Linked DNA regions of Mus musculus: region 2 is linked to region 1. A link is a contact called in public HiChIP or PLAC-seq data. All regions are on one chromosome and are shown on one strand. Each heading gives the region's core, a stretch centred on a gene start, on an enhancer-like site or on the middle of the called end of the contact. The rest is flanking DNA. Distances are from core to core; before and after follow the strand shown. Region 1 holds the start of Mbl2 (mannose-binding lectin (protein C) 2). Region 2 overlaps A1cf (APOBEC1 complementation factor).

Evidence for each region. HiChIP or PLAC-seq counts read pairs in DNA pulled down with a chosen protein or histone mark.
Region 2: a contact with region 1 is called in an H3K27ac HiChIP or PLAC-seq map of hepatocytes, with 10 times the contacts expected there. The contact joins the enhancer-like site here to the promoter of Mbl2 in region 1. A contact is called at or near these places in 2 of 39 promoter capture datasets (cranial neural crest and liver), 1 of 115 datasets of contacts at active chromatin or transcription factors (hepatocytes) and 1 of 9 other capture datasets (liver).

What each region holds. Positions count from the first base shown.
Region 1 is chr19:30,231,661-30,234,360 of GRCm38.p6, reverse strand. It overlaps Mbl2 (mannose-binding lectin (protein C) 2), which reads right to left and starts at 1,433. Exons shown (of 6, transcript NM_010776.2): 1 at 1,349-1,433; 2 at 590-700; 3 at 206-389. The coding sequence starts at 380.
Region 2 is chr19:31,888,823-31,891,522 of GRCm38.p6, reverse strand. The region is part of intron 1 of A1cf (APOBEC1 complementation factor); the gene reads right to left. Among named protein-coding and RNA genes, the nearest start is that of A1cf, 21 kb to the right of the region's middle. Within about 2 kb of position 1,327, at least 5 of the 459 cell types and tissues checked have an H3K27ac peak or open chromatin away from gene starts, as enhancers often do. A contact at or near this core is called in hepatocytes and liver, where this site is marked.

The DNA of each region.
Region 1 (2,700 bases), core at 184-2,683:
AGAGAGGGCTCAGTGGTTAAGAGCACCATCTGCTCTTCCAGAGGTCCTGAGTTCAATTCCCAGCAACCACATGGTGGCTCACAACCATCCGTAATGAGATCGGATGCCCTCTTCTGGTGTGTCTGAAATACTCACATACATAAAATAAATAAATACATAAAGTAAATAAATCTTTAAGAGAAAAAGAAAACAGTTTAATGCACACCTGGTTCTCCCTTTTCTCCCTTGGCACCGTCACGTCCATCTTTGCCTGGGAAGCCATTCAGGCCTGGAGAACTGCAGGTAACCACAGGGCAGGAATTTTGAACACCTTCGGTTAAGGTCTCTGCATAAACCACTGTCACCACACACAGCAGAAGGAAGGATGTGAAAATGGACATGCTCCTCACCTGGGGGTAAGGAAAATCATGGAGGATTTTTCAGTATGTTTGTACCAACCTTGCCTCTGTCCTATAACTTGGGGACAGACATTGTACAGGTGAATTAGTCACGCTAAAGGTGAGGTCTGGATTTGGGTATTTTGAAAATCAAGCATTCCTTGTGATACTGCGTGGTTATTATTTTAACGAAAATAAGCATAACAGCATACGTGCAGGAGACGCCCTTCTGAGGGAGGTCACTGGTGTCCAGGTCTCTGGTGTCACTGCAGGCAGGGAGAGCCAAACAAGTTCACACCTCCAACTTACCAGTGTCTGATGGCCTAGGGGTTGAGAACGAGCGGAGACACTATGTTCAGAAGGCTCTCACATGTGTGCCACCATCAGCAGCCCCAATCCTATTTTCACACTGGAAAAGATGGTTTCTCTCCAAAACCAGTTAGATAGGCTTTCCTCCGTTTCTAGCAATAAACTATAGGCTAGTGATTAAGAGAGACAGGGTCAGACCCCAGTTGCATAGTAAGTCTACTAGCCTAGCCCTGAATGAACTTGAACTTCCTAATAGTGTGTTTCCATGCAGCAAGGCAGGGCTGCTGGGGAAAGCAATTTCTCTGTCTGTCAGTTTCTCTCTAGTCCATTCCTCTCTACTTCGTAGATTTCCCCATGCCAGAACTGCTGTCAACTAGACAACCTGCCTTGAATCCTTCTTTGAACATTGTATCTATCCTTCCCAGTTTTCTTCCAGCTGTTCCTTACTAAGAAATCATAACAGCCCAGCCCTAAGGGTCTTAGATCCCAGGACACTGTCTTTGTAAAGTCATCTTTGCAAACAGATCATTAAGAAAACTGTCCTGTGTCCAGGCAAGCAGAGACAGTGCTGCCGCCAACACGATTTCTGCCTGGTGTGCCTCTTACCTCTGGAGTTTAATCAGATCCCCAGACTTTGGCTATAGGAACCCAAATCCACTCACCAGATATGATATTTCAGGGCTTTGGCACAGCAAAGACTCAGGAGGCAAGGAAGCTCCTCTTCCACCAGAACAGATGCCTCAAAGTGAGGGAGGAGCTAAACCTGACTTTAAAAAGATAATCCAAGCTGACCTTCAACCCCAGATTAATAAACAACTCTCTTTGGGACTGTATTATACGCTTTTTAGGAGGATTCACCAGAGGCCTGCAGTAAGTGCAGCATGGCTGTCTACCTTAATGCAGCGCCATTTCCCGCTTCAACTGACACCCATTTTGCTAATTCTCATGACTAAGTTGCCCTAACAAGCAGGTTCAAGTGGTTAGTCATGTCAGTTTCCTTGCTTGCCATTCAGAAACACACACATATATATGCTCTGTGCACGCTCACTCCATTCACATACACATGCATACACTCTAAGGGGCAGCAGAGATCCTGTTGCTGTCGATATGCAAGAACACTTCTGGACTCCACACTATAGTCTTCAGTCTGGGCTATCCTCGCTCTTTAGTACTCTTCCCTTGGGCTCTTCCTCTTCTATTCAATGATTCTCATCTCGGAGAAACTTACCAAGATCTTATTTAAAGTAGTTCTGCAGGGTCCTCTTACCTGAGGCTGTGTTTGTAATGATAACAATGCATTGTTGGAATCATTTGATAATTATCATATGGGTCTGGTTCCTTATTTTTAGGATACTGTCTTCCAATTTCATCTGTCACATGATTTCATTCTTTTTTGAAGCCAGGTAATAATTTGTGTGTATACCATATAGTTGGAAGCTTCAGTTTTTTAACCCAAAATACTAAAAACAACCCAATCCTCCTTCATCTGTGAATGAGAAGCTGATATGTCATATAATGGAAAACTCTAAAAAATAAAATAAAATTACTTATTTATGCAATGAAGGACAAATCTCATGGGTCCTGTTTTAAATTAAAGCTCTATTTCAAGTGTTTATAAACTGTATTACTCTATGAAATGATTAATAAATCCATGGAGAACAAATTATTGGTTGACATAGATCTCTGGGTAGTGTATAAATTTAAAGGTGTATGATCAGAACGTTTTATTGGTCAGAAAAAAAATCTACCTTGACTATGGTTGCTATATAAACTTATGATTTTTTTTTTTGTTTCATAGGATTAAATAACAAGAACAAGAGGCACATAAATAATTACCCCCCTAAAAATCTGTATCTTATTATCTTTTTTGTACCAATCCATTTTGTGGTCTTGGTATTTATTCTACATGTCATATATTAGAACCTATGGTAAATGATAGATGAAGGAACAATGGGAATTTTCTGTGATAATTTCTCAATTTGTGTGAGATTAAGATGATTTTAAAAGAAGGGGA
Region 2 (2,700 bases), core at 78-2,577, 1.7 Mb before region 1:
TACATTTTACCTAAAGCTACTTTTATGTAAATGTTGCTAAATTTATTAAATGTCGTTAAAGTTACTGTTTAATCAGAAAGCTCTCAGGTTCTCCCATTGTTCGCCTAGCTTATCCTGGAGGACCAGGAAGGACTGGGGAATCTGATAAGGTTATTTCTATGTGCCTTAATAGTTTCAATGGCAAAGTCTACAGTCTGTCGGCTAAGCTGTAGTTTGTTTTTTGCTAGACTTCATCATTTCCATCAAAAAGGTAACAGTTCATAGTTACATGATGAATTCGCTGTTTGCAAAACCTGCCATGAGTTTGGGTTAATATTTAGTAAAGGTTATTAAAGACATTTTGACATCAGAAAGGCCTCTGTGCTCCATTGGACTACAGTGTGAAGTTCTGAGAAATTCTTTACGACATCTAAATCTCAAATCATTGCAATCAACACATTAAAACGAAACTCACAATTTGCAGCCTAAGGCACTTCAGGGATTGGGTGTGTTTTCTCCTGCCATGGCACTTGAGTGACATGTTTGACGTCCTTGGTTTAGACACCAGAACTCTCAAACAAAACCCATCCCAACCCAAAACAAAACAAAACAAAACAAAACAAAAAGGCAAAGCAAGAATAGAGTTGAGGAAATTTGTGGAAGAAGAAGCAGAAGTTGGGTTATGGGGTTGCTGATTTTCACAGTGCCTTTAGCTATCCAAACAGATAAACTGAGTGACAGGTAGACAGAAATCCAAGTCTGAATTTCAAGGGAGAGTTTCAGCTGAGACACTGACTTGGAGCTGACCTATGACAGATGTTTAGTCTTGAGATTGGATGAGCTCATGTAAGGACTGGGGAGAGGGTGTGTATCTAAGGCAGACCTGCAGATAACTCCAACTCAAGAAGCCAAGAGATAAGGAAGATCCATCGAAGGAGATCTAGATGGAACACCATAAGGATAAGAGCGCCAGGATGCTGAAGTAGTTTAGAAGCAAGGAAAGAGGTCTGGGAATGGGGGAGGTGAGCTGTCCAAGGTCCAAGAATCAGGCAGAATCTAACGTGGGAAGAGCCTTTCTGTTCTCTTTCTGCCTTTCACCGTTGTCTTCCTCAATCTCGAAACTGTCTCACGTGCAGCAATGATATCCCCCATTTACCCTGGGGCTTAGGAGAGCAACATACTGATACAGCTTTGGAAAAAAGCTCCTGGCTTGTTGTGCCACAGAGTATCATTAGGCATTGGATCGTAGCACTCATCAGAGGAGGCAGGCAAGGCAAGGCATCCCCAAGCACCTCCACTTTCAATTGCCAGGTTCTGCTATGGAAACTTAGGTAGGTCCGTGGCACAGTTCTGTTTGTCAGTGCAGATAAAGAGATAAAAATAGAAGTTGTTGGAAGAGGGTCAGGGCAGCATTGCAGGAAAGAATTAAATTTCCAGCTCACTCTGAATGTCAGGCTTTTCATTTGTGAATCGTAGTCAAAACAGGCTGTGGACAAGTGGCTGTAATGAAGATGAATGAGAAAACACTTCGGATGTATTCTGTGATTCTAGCACATGGGATTCAATGTGATTTAATATTTCTGCTAATAAGTCATAACGGAGGACAGCTGTGAGATACAGGGGCAAGAAAGTAAATCCAGAAAGGCCTTGTCGTAGTTTATTTTCAAAGCTGCTCTGATAAACACCATGACCAAAAGCAATTTAGGAAAGAAAAGGATTTTGTTTAACTTACAGGGTATAGCCCATCATTTAGGGAGTTCAGGACAGGAACTCAAGCAGAAACAGTGGAAGAATGCAGTTTCCTGGCTTGCTCACTGAATCCTGTTTAGCTTGTTGTTTTATACAGCATAGGTCTACCTGCTTATGAATGGTACTGCCCATGGTGGGCTGGCCCCTCATATCAATTAGCAATAAATATACATGCCCACAGGACAATCTGATGGAAGCAATTCTTCAAAGGAGGTTCCCTCTTCCAAGGTTATAAGGTTTTGTCAAATTACAATAAAAAAATAACCAGGACAAACTCCCTGGACAGTATTCATTTGAAAAATATGATACAAAAATGCCACGGCTCTTCACTAGCACTGCCTCGCTGCCATTTAACAGTCTCGGGCCAATGTCTCCATAGTCTCTAGGACTATATTTTTCTTAGCAATGAAACTCTTATCTCAAATATGTATGCCACTGAATATAGCTACATAAAAATAGACTCTGAGCCAAGTGTGATGGTCATGTCGGTTACCCAAGTCTATATGGGAGGCTGCAGCAGGAAAATCATGAATTTAAGGTTAGCCTGGGCTGCATAAGGAGACCCCAATGTTAAAAGAAAAAGAAAGCATTCCCATATATCCTTCTACTTCCATCCAGGCTCTTTGAGCCTCAATGTCTTTAAATAGAAAATTCGGATAGCAGTATATCTTATTTCATAGTCTTCTGAGGATTAAATATTAAGGTAATTATTAAATACTCAAAATGGTCCCTGGCATTTAATACTTGCACAGTGTTGGCTATTATAGCTCTACATAGCTCCATGTGGTAGATAAAGTCCCATGTCATCAGTATGGCACATGCTCCTCAGTAGCACATCCCATGTCTGCTTTCCCCATCCTTCACATGCCCTTTCTCTTAGCACTCACACGCTTCTTCACGTCTCCAGGCTCACTGCTTACACTTTCCCTTCCTGTGTCTTCTAACTTCACTGTTGGGTCTCATTGATTCCAT